Regions from separate parts of the Ovis aries genome. Here region 2 is linked to region 1. Evidence: chromatin contacts called from public Hi-C data. All regions are on one chromosome and are shown on one strand. The core of a region is the stretch at or near the end of the contact, and the rest is flanking DNA. Distances in the headings are between cores, read along the strand shown.

Evidence for each region. A called contact is a pair of places that touch in the nucleus more often than the background predicts.
Region 2: a Hi-C map of hypothalamus shows a contact between it and region 1, with 2.7 times the contacts expected there. The contact joins the promoter of ANKRD12 here to the enhancer-like site in region 1. A contact is called at or near these places in 14 of 16 Hi-C or Micro-C datasets (blood, hypothalamus, liver and 6 more).

Annotation. Positions count from the first base shown.
Region 1 is chr23:41,901,262-41,905,094 of ARS-UI_Ramb_v3.0, forward strand. No RefSeq gene overlaps it. Among named protein-coding and RNA genes, the nearest start is that of NDUFV2, 26 kb to the right of the region's middle. Within about 2 kb of position 1,615, at least 12 of the 54 cell types and tissues checked have an H3K27ac peak or open chromatin away from gene starts, as enhancers often do. A contact at or near this core is called in hypothalamus, where this site is marked.
Region 2 is chr23:41,949,775-41,953,607 of ARS-UI_Ramb_v3.0, forward strand. It overlaps ANKRD12 (ankyrin repeat domain 12), which reads left to right and starts at 1,954. Exons shown (of 13, transcript XM_060405238.1): 1 at 1,954-2,271. It overlaps NDUFV2 (NADH:ubiquinone oxidoreductase core subunit V2), which reads left to right. Exons shown (of 8, transcript XM_015103655.4): 8 at 1-5.

The sequences.
Region 1 (3,833 bases), core at 365-2,864:
ACACTGGCTGTTTCTACCAAAGATCCACTGGAGAAGGGACAGGCTCCCCACTCCAGTATTCTTGGGCTTCCCTTGTGGCTCAGCTGGTAAAGAATCCGCCTGCAATGCGGGAGACCTGAGTTTGATCCCTGGGTTGTGAAGATCCCCTGGAGAAGGGAAAGACTACCCACTTCAATATTCTGGCCTAGAGAATTCCATGGACTGTATAGTCCATTGGGTCGAAAAGAGTCAGACACGACTGAGCAGCTTTCACCTTCAGCTGCATGTGCTGGGCACACTGGTGTGCATTGGCCATGTGCTTCTCACGACAGCTCCACGCAGTAAGCGTGAACAGTTTCACATTCAAATTAGGACACTGAGACCACAGAGGCTGACATACAGTGAGAATCATCTGCTTCGGAATTCAAAACCATGGTTGTCCGGCTCCAGAGGCTGGGCCCCATCACCAAGGCTTCCAGACCATCTGGCACGTCCTCACATCAAAGACAAAGGGTACATTGGCCGACAGAGTTCCACTTCTGCGCTCTGGATGCTGATGGTTACCTGCCTCAGGGCATCTTAAACCGCCTATTTCAGAAACAGTGAAGCTGTTTACATACAAGGAACCCTAATCAATTTGCAATATAACAGATTTTTACCTGTAATTTGGGTGTTTTTCAAGAACAACAGAGCAGAGCCTTTTGAACTTTCTTGAACTTGTCCCACAGGATGAAAAGCCCTTTACCTCACGACAGAAGACATATAACACATATGCGTGTAACAGTTTTCAGAAAATTACATTCACCATACATGTTGGAGGCTGGTTGACATTTTAGATTCCAAGCTAGTCTGTTTTTCTTTCTTTTTTTCTTTGTTGTTCATAGTCCTCCTGAATGATCCCTTTTTTATTGTGATAACACGTAACATGACATCTACCCTCTTAAAATGCTCAGTGAACAATATGGTGTGGTTAACTACAAACACAGTGTTGGTCAGCAGATCTCTGGAACGTCCTCATCTCCTGTAACTGAAACTTGACCTCCGCCTCACCCCTCCTGCTTCTGGGAGTCCGACTGTCTTGGATTATTTCTCACAGAAGTGCGGTCGTGTCGTGGAAAACAGTGCGGAGACGCCTCAAAAAATGAATATTTTATTTGTTAATTCTGGGCAAGACCCCCTGTATTGATGTCAGGATTCACTCATGTGTTGCTCCCACAATTTGAAATACTTTGCAAGGGGACCTGAATTGTTTTTGCTTTAAAACAAACGGTTGAGTTGTTGCAGCTGGTATCAAAGACTTATGAAATAGGTAGCAAGAGCTGGAGAAGGAGGACAAAAAGAGATTTTTTAAAATTAATTATTAATGGCAACTCGGTGGAGAGAACACCTTTATGTATTTTTAATGCTTGAAAAGAAGAAAAGATGCAGCTTATAATGCTGCTTATTCTTTCCTACGGGCTGATCAAAGATGATGAAATACCACATTTGCTTCACTAACCAGACATTTTGAAATCCAAACCGAAACTAAAACTCAAAGGGCAATTCATCTTCTTTGTCCCAAACAGTATTCATCAGTTCCTTACCTAACGGGCGAGCAATGTGCCGGAGCCTGGGTGTCATTGTCCACTAGGTGGCGGTACAGAACAAGAGTAGCCCTTATTCTTCCTGACACGTAGGCTGCAAAAGAATTTAGAAACCCAGGGTTGTCCAGTGAGTCACATCAATTCAGCCTGAAAGTTTACTCAGTGCTCCAGGCATGTTTCTGCCTTTTCTTGGAACATCCCTGGATTTCAGCTTCATTCTTGCTGACAGCTTGGCATTTAAAATTAGTAATATCTTAGTTGTTCCCTTGTGGCAATACAGATGCAGCATAATGTCTGTATTTATTAACAATTTGCAAAGTTAGCATGTGCTGTGAAGCTTTAATTCTGCCCCTTCAATGTAACATTTAAGAAATACTGTGGGCACAAAGACAGAAATATAGATCAATGGAACAAAATAGAAAGCCCAGAGATAAACCCATGCTCCTATGGACACCTTATATTTGACAAAGGAGGCAAGAATATACAATGGAGAAAAGACAATCTCTTTAACAAGTGGTGCTGGGAAAACTGGTCAACCACTTGTAAAATAATGAAACTAGAACACTTCCTAACACCATGCACAAAAATAAACTCAAAATGGATGAAAGATCTAAACCTAAGACCAGAAACTATAAAACTCCTAGAGGAGAACATAGGCAAAACACTCTCCAACATAAATCACAGCAGGATCCTCTATGACCCACCTCCCAGAATATTAGAAATAAAAGCAAAAATAAACAATGGGACCTAATTAATATTAAAACCTTCTGCACAACAAAAGAAACCATAAGCAAGGTGAAAAGACAGCCTTCAGAATGGGAGAAAATAATAGCAAATGAAGCAACTGACAACTAATCTCAAAAATATACAAGCAACTCCTGTAGCTCAATTCCAGAAAAATAAACGACCCAATCAAAAAATGGGCCAAAGAACTAAACAGACATTTCTCCAAAGAAGATATACAGATGCTCAACATCACTCATTATCAGAGAAATGCAAATCAAAACCACAATGAGGTACCATTTCACGCCCGTCAGAATGGCTGCTATCCAAAAGTCTACAAGCAGTAAATGCTGGAGACGATGTGGAGAAAAGAGAACCCTCTTACACTGTTGGTGGGAATGCAAACTAGTACAGCCACTATGGAGAACAGTGTGAAGATTCCTTAAAAAAACTGAAAATAGAACTGCCTTATGACCCAGCAGTCCCACTGCTGGGCATATACACCGAGGAAACCAGAATTGAAAGAGACACGTGTACCCCAATGTTCATCGCAGCACTGTTTATAATAGCCAGGACATGGAAGCAACCTAGATGTCCATCAGCAGACGAATGGATAAGAAAGCTGTGGTACATATACACAATGGAGTATTACTCAGCCATTAAAAAAGAACACATTTGAATCAGTTCTAATGAGGTGGATGAAACTGGAGCCTATTATACAGAGTGAAGTAAGCCAGAAAGAAAAATATCAATACAGCATACTAACGCATATATATGGAATTTAGAAAGATGGTAATGATAACTCTGTATACGAGACAGCAAAAGAGACACAGATGTATAGAACGGTCTTTTGGACTCTGTGGGAGAGGGTGAGGGTGGGATGATTTGAGAGAATGGCATTGAAATGTATAATATCATATATGAAATGAATCGCCAGCCCAGGTTCGATGCATGATATAGGATGCTTGGGGTTGGTGCACTGGGATGACCCAAAGGGATGGTATGGGGAGGGAGGTGGGAGGGGAGTTCAGAATAGGGAACACATGTACACCCATGGTGGATTCATGTTGATGTGTGGCAAAACCAATACAATACTGTAAAGTAATTAGCCTCCAATTAAAATAAATAAATTTAAAAAGAAAAAAAAAAGGAATACTGTGGATCCTTGTGCCATTTCCCTTTGCTAACAATATCTATATCTTAGTTGTGCTATATATTATAAAGTTACTAAAATATCTAATGGACATTTTAGTTCTAATTTTTCAGCCAAAAAGAATGATCTCAAATACACATCAGCAAAAAGAACTAATAGCTGATAAGTTAAATGCCTCTTAAACAAAAATGTATGCTTTTGCAATGTGGAAAGTCTTTTGAAATAATCCCATGTATGAGAGAAAAATTCTCATCAAGTGATGCCTGTTATGAGACATATTTATAATTATTTGCAAATCTTGCCTATTTTTACAATATTTTTGATGTAGGTAAAGAAAAGATATTGAATAATTTTCTCTTGCTTCTTACTATATTTGTATATCATTTGAATTTTTA
Region 2 (3,833 bases), core at 704-3,203, 49 kb after region 1:
CTTAACCTTGGCTAAGAGTGATGTTTGTTGCTTGGGATCCTTGACCTGGTGCTATTAAAAAAACATTTTGCCCACTTGCTGAAGAGATTTGAGCTAATGAAAGACAGGGCTCTACAGTGAAGAGCCTTAGCTACATAGTCAACTAGCTCCAGCTTTTCAGGCCTCTATCCTATTATATCTATAATAAGAATTACCTTCTTGATTTGTACTTCTAGTTTCACATTAAAAAGGAAAATTAGCTCCTCTTCCCTTCCTAAGTTTCATTTGAACCTTTCCAGTAACAAATTGGCTGATTTATAATGTCACATATAATCTTTAATAGGAGTTTAAAATTTTTTGCAACTTGTAGAAATTTTACAAACTTCTACAATGAACTTTGTACAGATAGTGTCCTTATTCATTAGTAGTCAGTACAATGCCTTGGATCATAATTACCCACGTAATCTGATTTTTAAGTAACAAGGCTGTGCATGTAGTTATTGCCATAAATTATGGTTAACTGATTTCAGCAAATTGAAGATTTGCTTTCAATTTTTAACTGAGGCTTGTACTGCTGTAGAAATAGTTATTGCTATTGTTGTTACAGCGAGTTAAATGAGAACCAACTCAACCACTTGAGAAGTCAGACGAGTTGGTTATAAATTTTTAGTATTTGTTACTTCATGCCATAAATATCCAACTTAAATGTAACAGTGTTCCACTTCTAGCCACAAGGTGCAGTCTTACTACTCATTTTGAACCTGATGTATTTAAAGATGGGAGAAATGTAGGAAAGGAAAAAACAGTGATCTTTAATGCAAGCTTATGTTTTATATAGTTAAATGCTGGGATGTAGCTTTCTCTGTCGTCTGAAATAGCTCATCTGCTGATTAATGACAAACTCGTAACTTCAGTAAGTCACAAACCCATGCTGTAGTTGAGAGGCCACAACGATGAGGGCCCTCTGATGGTTAGATAAAGGCATGCACAAACTGTCGCGGATTAACCTCCTTGTAAATAAAAAGTCACCAGAAGCAACTCAGAATAAAATGGTTTCCCTTCGATTATGTAATCCCCTCGGTGGTTAAATAAGGGCAAGTACAGACTGTCGCGGATTAACCTCCAGAGGAAGTCAGACTGCCAGCAGCGGGGCTGCCGAGGCGGTGACTTTTCCTTTGCGCAGTTCTCCAGCTGGCAGTGCCCCGAGCGGTTGGGGGAAAATGCACCGAAATTTGTCTATAAAGGTTATCCGAACGTGTGACTGGGGGAGGGCGTACTGCACAGTGCGTGCGGACCTGGGGGCAGGTGCACGTGGATGTGCTTTCGGGACGGGCCCAGGCCCACCTGGCGCAGGTGAGGGCGCGTCGCGGCCCCGCTGGTCCCCGGGCTCCCGCAGGTGCGGCCGGCCGGCGCGCAGGCGCAGTGCGCGGAAGCGGGTGCCCGCCTCTCCCGACGCCCCGGGCCCACCGCGCGCCGCGGGCCGCGGGCCGGGCAGACACCCGCCTCCGCCTCCAGCTGGGGGCGCAGCGTCGGTCTCCCGGGTCCCAGCTGGCAAATTCGTCCGCCCGCCCCAGCAAAACAAAAACGTGTGAATACCCTACGTAGACAGAGCCTCTTCTTCCTCGTCGCCGTCGCCATTTCCAGAAGTTTCCAGTCAAGCCACGGTGGTGGCCACTGCGCAAGGCGAGGCGGCGCCTGCGCTACTCCCTCGCTCCCTCAGCCCCTGCCTTCTGGGGTCGGAGCCGGCGGAGGGGAGACGGCGACGCGGGGCTCCGCCCGGTCCGCCGCCGACCCCATTGCCCCGCGTCCACTTGGTACGCCCCGACCCCCGCCCCCGGCTCGGGAAGCTTCTCCCGGCGCCTCTAGAGCCGCGGGCCGCGGGCGGGGCGGGCGGACGGAAGGGGCGGCGGGCCGGGGGCGGGGCGCTCACGCTGCCCGTCCCGTGCCCGCGCGTCACGTGCCCGCGCCACGGCCAATCGCCGGGCGGCGCCGTCCTGGGAGCGAGCAGGCTGTGGTGAGGGACGGCGGAGACCGGAGATGTTTTCGAGCCCGGCCTCGGCAGCGTTCGCGGCGGTTACGGCGGCGGTGGCGGAGAGCACGACAGCGACGGCGGAGCCGAGGCCTTCGTCCCGGGGGTAGACCCTCCCGCGCCGGCCGTGCCTGGGGTCTGTGCGGGCGAGGGGGGCGTGGCGACAGGCGAGGAGGAAGGAGGGGCGCGGTTTCGAGCCCCGGCCCCGGCGCCCGGGAGGAGCCCCTCAGTCGCGCCCGCTCCCGTCTCCTCCCCAGAGCGAGGTAAGGACGCGCCCCGCCCCGCCGCGCTGACAGGACGGGCCGCCCGCCGGGAGCGCCGGAGCCGGGGCGCGGCGGGAGCGGCCGGGCGGGGACCGGGGGGGCGGGGGCCGGGCGGGCGGCCGCGCCGCTCCCGGAACATGGCGGGGCCGCGGCGCGTGTGCGAGCGGGCGGGCGGGGAGCGGGTGTGCGCGGCCGGGGGCGCCGCCGGAGCGGGGCGGGGCGGGGCGGAGCGGGGGCGCGCCTAGTCTGAGCCGCCGGGACCGAGTGAGGCCGGGAGGGCGGCGCGGGTGAGCGGGGCCGGTGCTCGCGGACCCGCGGGCCGTCGGGCTCTCGGAGCTCGTTCGAGGGTAACCCGCCGTGACGCATTCTCGAGGATCCCAAAGCGTTGAATAAACGGTTGTACAAAGAGGTCACCGGAGCCCAGCTGACAGCTGTTTTAATAATAACAGTAAGAAACAGTTTGGGACGGGAAGTTGACACTTTTGAACCCGTTGAAGCCGTAGGGAACGCTTCAAGCGGCGTAGAGGTCGAGAGTGTGATGTCCACTAGACACCCGCGGCCAACCCGTGGACGGGGTGACGGGATACAGACCCCGGCATCCCCAACGCTTCGGAAAAGCCTCTGGTCCTGAACTTGACCTGAACCTGTGTTCCCGGTCGTGTGTCCTTTTTTATTTTAAAACGGCTTAATGGAAGAAGGCGAACTGGTGAAATAGCTATTTTAAAATAAATTGACTGCTGATTAAAAACATATGCTCGTGTAGGCTCTTAAAAATCTTGGGCACTGATCTGTTTCAGTTTCTTCAATCGTTATACAAAGGCTTTCCTGGAGATTAGCTCAGAACTGGCAGAACATATGCTGTATTGTTGCCAAGAGGCTTAAAAAACAAAATGAGATAGTGTCGACTGTGTAAGATCAAGTCGTTATATTAACTAAGCTTGTTGGGGAAAGTCTTTAATTTGGGCTAAACGCAAAAACCTGTAAACATTCGAAATGTGTCCTAGGCAAGAGGGGGAAGGTTTACTAAAAAAATTTTTATAGTTGACACAAGGACTAACAATTTCTAAAGGTCTGCGAATGGTTGAGTAAGTAAGGTCAAGATTAACTATTCAGGATATGTGTTCTATTTTAAGGACAGGCAAGGTGTTAAAATGAAGTAAAACCTAACTAAGTAGCATTCATGAAAGGAAAAGAGAAAGAGGCCTATAATGATCTTACGCGCTCTGGTTTCCATGGTTGTTAAGATGGTTTTATGAACAGGCAGAACTGGGAAAGTGGAAATCCCTGGGTGTGTATTCCATGAAGACTGAGGAAGAGAAAAAAATATTGAGATGAGGAAAGAACTTAATAGGTGGAAGTATGTTGTGCAGTCTTTGACTTTAGTTCTCTGATACTGTGAAGGGGAGAAAAGCTTGAATTTTGTTTGGCAATAAGTACCTAACTGGTGGAATGAATTTAAATGGAAGATATTTTTATCAAAATGCTTGTATGTTACTTTTTTTTTTCCCCATATAGAAGTTGGTGAAACATGTACCTGATATCAAAGAAACAGTAGGGATATT